Regions from separate parts of the Cricetulus griseus genome. Here region 2 is linked to region 1. The links are chromatin contacts, called in public Hi-C maps. All regions are on one chromosome and are shown on one strand. Each heading gives the region's core, a stretch centred on a gene start, on an enhancer-like site or on the middle of the called end of the contact. The rest is flanking DNA. Distances are from core to core; before and after follow the strand shown. Region 1 holds the start of App (amyloid-beta precursor protein). Region 2 overlaps App (amyloid-beta precursor protein).

Region 1 (3,159 bases), core at 244-2,743:
CACAGCTTTTCTTTGCTGCACTGCAGAGGCGCCATCTTCTCCGTCTTAATCTTCACTCTACTCGACCCTTTTTTTTTTATCTGCACCCTTCCCAAAAAGGACCCTGAGGACCGTCCCCAGCATCCTGCGCCCCCAGGGGTGACTAAGCTGGAGTCCCCAGAACTGCCCTGAGGAGGCCCCACCTCAATCAGACCAACGCCTCCCTGGATGCTCAGGAGCCCCAGCCTCCCCACCGCCCGGCACTGCCCTTTGCAGACGCACGCCTCGCTCCCGGCTCTCTGTCCCCCTCACCCCCCCCTCTCCCTGCGAGGACTTTGCAGCCCCGCTCAGGGTCGGCACTAGGTGGTGGCGATGCGGGGGAGGGAGACCGCGGGGCCCCGGCAGCACCCCCGGGCCCTCGGGGACAGACGCGCGGCGCGGGGAAGGGAGCCGCCGCGGTGGCGCACAAACTCCCTCGGCTCCGCCACCGCGCCCTGGACGGCGAGGGCGGGGTGTCGCCGCTTTTGTTCCCGGGGAACCTTCTGGGTCCCTGGGAGAAGCTGGAGGCACAGCGGAGAGAGCCCGGGACGTCCAGTGTGAAGGACGGTGCCTGCCGGGGGGCCGCCGCTCTCCGGTTCCCCCCCAACACACCCCCAGTCACTTGCAACTTAACACAAAAGGGAGACACGGAAATGCACAAAGTTTGCCCGCGGAAGGCGGCGCGCGACCCCGCGCCCGCTCGGGAGAGGGGTCGCTGCGCAGGCTGCAGCCGCCGCCGCGCCGCCGGGAGCGAAGGGGCTTCGCGCCGCCGAGTCGGGCGGGGGAAGGGAAGGAGGGACGGGAAGGGAAGGGAAGGGAAGGGGAGCCAGGCGCTCCCCGGCTCCCAGAGATGTCCCCGTCCCCAGCCAGGGCTCGCCCCGGGGAAAGGGAAGGGCGGCGATTTCCTCGCGGGGCACGGGATTCGGGGACTCCGCGCTTTCAGTTCTCCCACACGTGTCCCCTTCCCCCCACCGCCTGGCTGTCTCCGCACCCCCCAGCCCGGCTCTCCGGGCAGGGAGGAGTCGGTCGGGGTCTGCGCTCAGGCTCACCCCCTCGCCCTCGCCCGGGGCTGGCACGGGTCGGGGGAGCCCGGCGCCTCGCCCGCTCCCTGTCCGCGGGCCGGGCAGCGCGTCCCTGGGCAGGGCTGGGCCGGAGACGCCGATGCGCAGGGCGCCCGCAGGCGGGGGCGGCGGAGAGCGGGATGCCCGCGACAGTCCCCAGCCTCTCACGACCCCAGCTCCGTGCTGGGTGAGCAGGATCGGGTCCCCCATACCCACACCCACCCACCCACCCGGCGCCCGCCTCCCCGACCCCCGCCCCGGTCCCTTTCCCGAGGCGCGGCACCCACCTCCAGCGCCCGGACGGTCCAGGCGGCCAGCAGGAGCAGCGCCAAGCCGGCCAGCATCGTGATCCCGCTTGGGGCAGCGAGTGCGCTGGGTGCGAATGGGAGATCCGCCGCGCCCTGCCTGGGTCCGCGTCGCTGTCGCCGCCGCGGTCTCCGGGAGCCCCCGCGCTCGCTCGCTTGCTCGGCTCGGGGTGCTCTCGCCTCCCGCCGCTGAAGAAACTGACAGAGCAGGAGCGCGGCGGCGGCGGCGGGGCTCGCAGCCGGGAGAGTCAGCTGATCCCGCCCACCCGGCTCGCCACCCGACAGAGACCTCTAGCGGAGCCCGGGGAGCTGCGCCCGCCCGGGCGCCACCGGAGGCGACCCCGGCCAGCAGCCCACAGGTGCGGTGGCCCGGGCACCGGCACGCCGCTGCGGAACCCGCGCCCCCCCCTCCCTGGGCTCCGGGAACCAAGGAAGGGATGACCCGGGTCAGGGACAGGGACCGGCAGTCCGGGGCAGGCAGGGGTGCGGGGAGCGGGGGTGAATCCTAGGATTCACGTTTGGGTTCCAGGAAAGTCGGGAGCGCTCCCGGCTCGTCCCCGTGAGCTTGAGTCACCCGACCCCGCAGGCCTCTCTGGAATGTGGCTGGGGAGCCTCTGCTGCGGTGCGTTTTTATTATCTGCAGTTCATTTGCTCTGTTTGGAGAGGTGGCGCGAGGCCGAGAACATCAGCAATAGGATTTCTTTGCACAAGGGTAACCTCCACCCCCGCCGCCCCCGCCCCCAGCAACCTGGAATTTTTGTCGTTAGAATGCGCCAGAAAAGGGCTTGCCACCCAGGACGCAGAAAGACCGGTTTTCTTTAGGTTTATAGTGGGGCGTGGGGGTATTTTTTAATTGTTGTTGCATTTTTGTTTGATTTGGGCGGTTTCAGAGAAGAAGAGAGGCATCCGGATCGGAGGAGACGGAGGTGAAATCTAAGATGGAGAGGAGATAAAGTTGAGCTGGAAGGGATCCTGCGCTATGGCCCTGGTTCCTCCTCCTTCACCAAGGACTTTGGCCTGAACTCTGCTCTTGTCCTTCTTGGCATCTGCCTTAAATCACAGAAAAGGACCTCTGTAAAGCCATTTTCTCCTGCATGAATCGCAAATAGTGCAGTGCTAGAATGGCCTAGAACCATCCAGATATTCACCCCCTCCTGACTGGATGTGGCAAAACCCTATGGCCTAGTGAGAGGGGTCAGGAGATAATGCCGGATGAGTTTCTGGCTCTGATGCCACTACCTTTTTCCTCACCTCATGTGTTTTTTAACAACTTGACTTGAGCTGTGGTCATCTGGGAAGAAGGACCCTAAATTGGAGGAAATGCCTCCATTAAATTAGCTTGGAGGCAAGACCTTGGAGACTTATTCTAGATTATTGATCGATGTGGTAGGCCAGCCCTGGCCAGGTGGTCCTGGGTTGTGTAAGAAAACGGGCCCAGCAAACCTGTAAGCATGAGGAGCAAACCTGTAAGCAGTTTTCACCATAGCCTCTGGCTCAGTGCCCTGAGTTCCTGCTCTGACTTCCCTTCATGACGGACTGCGATCAGAGCCTGTAAGCTAAATAAATCCTTTCCTCAAGTTGCTTTTGGTTATGATTCTTTTTTATCACAGCACTAGAAAGCAAATTAGCATACTTGCCCTGCGCAAGAGCAAGGAATCCCCGTGAGTGTGGCGGGAGGTTGTCTGCACCCTTCCTTTCTTCAGAAGTCAGAATTCATCTCCCAGCTCCCCTAAATGCCATCTGTCCAACTCTACATATAATTGTTTTGTCCTGGA
Region 2 (3,081 bases), core at 545-3,044, 220 kb before region 1:
CGATTTTTAAAGCGTATTTCAAGTAGGAGTTAATTGTGTCACAAACCACAAGAATAATATACAACGGGCTATGGGGCTATGTGTGTGATAAATAATCAGGAGAGAATCTATTCATGCACTAGTTTGATACAGCTAATTTTTTTTTTACAGTACACAAAACCCATTAATAATGTAGTGTAGAGACCAGAATATAAAGAGAGAAAGAGAGAATACATTACTGATTTGTATATTAATTCAAGTTCAGGCATCTACTTGTGTTACAGCACGGCTGTCAAAAGGCGATGATGAGTAAATAATAAACCAGAAGGGCTTGTTTCTTTCCACGTTATTTTATAAATGAACACCGATGGGTAGTGAAGCAATGGTTTTGCTGTCCAAGTTCGGAGGCTGCTGCTGTGGCGGTTGTCTAGTTCTGCATCTGCTCAAAGAACTTATAGGTAGGATTCTCATATCCGTTCTGCTGCATCTTTGAGAGGTGGCGCTCCTCCGGGGTCACGGCAGCATCAACCTAGAAAGCAGGCATGAGACTCGAGTTTAAAACACACCGGCCCTGTGAGGGAGCCCGGCAGCATCAACCTAGAAAGCAGGCATGAGACTCGAGTTTAAAACACACCGGCCCTGTAAGGGAGCGCGGTACTACTGGGCAGTAATAGGACATAGTCTGCGGGGTTTTCTTTTCCCAAAGTGCATAACATCCACGCCTTTTTTTTTTTTTTTTTTTCTTTGTTTTTCCAGACAGGGTTTTTCTGTAACTTTGTAGACCAGGCTGGCCTCGAGCTCACAGAGATCCGCCTGCCTCTGCCTCCTGAGTGCTAGGATCAAAGGCATACGCCAGCACTGCCTGGCTTAACATTCATGGTTTTATTATCTTTATCCTCCAATTTCTGACATTACACAGTAGAGTGTCCATGGCTTATGCCGATGCAACATCTAGCCACTAGGTGGTGCTGAAAATCTTGATGGTTTGCGCAGGCCCATTGGCTGAAACAAATAGCTAACACTGAAGACATGGGGTGGCAAGCTAGAGAGAGCTTCACACAGAGCTCACTGTGACACTTAGAACTGGGCAGAGTATAATACTCAGCTCTCTGGGGTTCCAAGTATCTTCTATCATTTCAATATGCTTTTATATTTGTAGAAATGTTAGGGACTTCTGAGAACCTATTGATTAAAGTGGTAACATGTATAAAAGGAAAGCTATGTAGAGACATGCTGACTTACATGCTATATATAAAACACATGTTTTATACACATATATGTCTCTCTAAAATACTTACACATATATAATTTGCCATACTGGGGGTTGGATTCAGGGCCAGACCTGTATTCATGGAGACAGACAGACAGACAGACAGACACACACACATACACACACAGACACACAACACAGATTCAGACACACAAACATACACAGATACACACACATACAGACACAGACACACACACACAGACACACACACATACATACACAGACACACACACACACACACAGACACACACACACAAACACAGACAAACACACAGACAGACACACACCCACAAAGACACACACACACACAAAGACACACACTTCCCTGAACCCTAAGATACATAGGAACTACAGCCAGCTAAGTCATCACAGGGATTCTGTTACTACTTCAGGGTTTGCCTGTTGGATCAGGTCAGCATTATAAACATGCTCTCCCTCAGCCATTTTCACGAAGAGCCATGCAGGCTGACAGTCTCCGAAGACTGTGCAGGGCACTTATCTCTTTACGGTGGCTCATGGCTGTTCTTGTTTCTATATTTGCACCACCTCTCCCAGTGAGAAGGGGAGGTGCTTGCTTCAGTCTGCTGAATTAATAAGAGCTCAGCCTCTGCAGAACCACTAGAAGATGAAGAGAACCTGCTCAGATGCACACAGAATAAAGCGTCTTTTCCCCGGGAAAGTTAAGGCATATTCTAGGGGCTGTATTTCAAAGGCATCCTTCTTACTCTGTCCAGGGCTGAACTGACCTTGCAACCTCAGTAGGACCCCATTTACCATGGCTAAGCATTGCCAAGGAACATCTGACAATTTACCCAGTGTTTTCCTTTCTGATACCCCCAATGTGGCACAGTTTGGATTCAGCATGGCTGTCTCATTGCAGTGGTGGCTCCTAAACCCCAATGCAGGAAAACAATAACAACAAAAAAACCAAAAACCAAAACCAAAGCCAAACAAAACAAACCCCCCAGAAAACAAAAAGCCGTAGAGCTCACGGTGTCAGCATTGAGCGACCAGGTGTATGGATAGACCTATATAGATAGGTCATGACTAGTCCCACCTAAGAAGTACCTCAGATGGAGAGCCTTGCAGACATAAATCCCTTCACAGCCACTGTGTGACCCTCACAGCGACTCTTTAGCCTGGGCAGGAGACAGACTTCATGATACAGTCACCATGCAGTGGAAACAGAAGCTTCCATGCTCTCTCTGCCCACAGGACAGTTCCTTCTGCTTATTGCCCCAGGCTCCTCCCATCGTCAGGAGGTGGTATCCTGATGGGAGCTGTTCTCATCTTCCCTCCTGTGAGAGTTGCCTGCAGTCCTGTCCCCGGGTTAGTCCAGTGACAGCTCTGGGCATTTCCTCCTAGAACAAGTGCTACCTAAGAGCCAGCGTTCAGACAACACTGTTCAAATGGGTGCTCAGCATCATTGCCCTTTGGGACAAACACACAGGTGTTTTTCCCATCTCCTCTCGTTTCCTGTGATCTGTGCTGTTGTCAACAAATGAGGTCACCTTGATTTAATTGGCAACTGTGTAATTGGCCACAGGCTTGCCAGCTGAAACGGTTTATCTGTACAGATTAATTCCCGAAGTGTGAGCATTTGGTCACTCTCCCGGTCTGCTTGCTAGGGACCGGACTGTCTGCAATAATATGCCATTTGAACTTGGGCATTCCCCCCTCCCTTTGTGTTACCCCATAATTGAGATTCCAAAGAAGGGAGTTAAAAAAAAAATCTTGCTTCAGAGATCAAGCACGACTGCTGTTTCTTAAAGTAGGCAAATATACACAACAGCCGTCCGTGTGTTAGAATATATACCTTGAGGAGAAGCAGC

What was found. Hi-C and Micro-C count contacts between places; a contact is called where the count stands out from the background.
Region 2: a contact with region 1 is called in a Hi-C map of liver, with 4 times the contacts expected there. The contact joins the enhancer-like site here to the promoter of App in region 1. A contact is called at or near these places in 5 of 8 Hi-C or Micro-C datasets (the CHL-YN cell line, the CHO-K1 cell line, fibroblasts and 1 more).

The regions. Positions count from the first base shown.
Region 1 is chr4:11,756,847-11,760,005 of CriGri-PICRH-1.0, reverse strand. App (amyloid-beta precursor protein) reads right to left here and starts at 1,493. Exons shown (of 15, transcript XM_027412368.2): 1 at 1,367-1,493. The coding sequence starts at 1,423. LOC118238768 reads left to right here and starts at 1,434. Exons shown (of 2, transcript XR_004769844.1): 1 at 1,434-2,096; 2 at 2,275-2,963.
Region 2 is chr4:11,972,929-11,976,009 of CriGri-PICRH-1.0, reverse strand. It overlaps App (amyloid-beta precursor protein), which reads right to left. Exons shown (of 15, transcript XM_027412368.2): 15 at 1-508. The coding sequence ends at 407. Among named protein-coding and RNA genes, the nearest start is that of Atp5pf, 100 kb to the left of the region's middle. Within about 2 kb of position 1,794, at least 1 of the 6 cell types and tissues checked has open chromatin away from gene starts, as enhancers often do.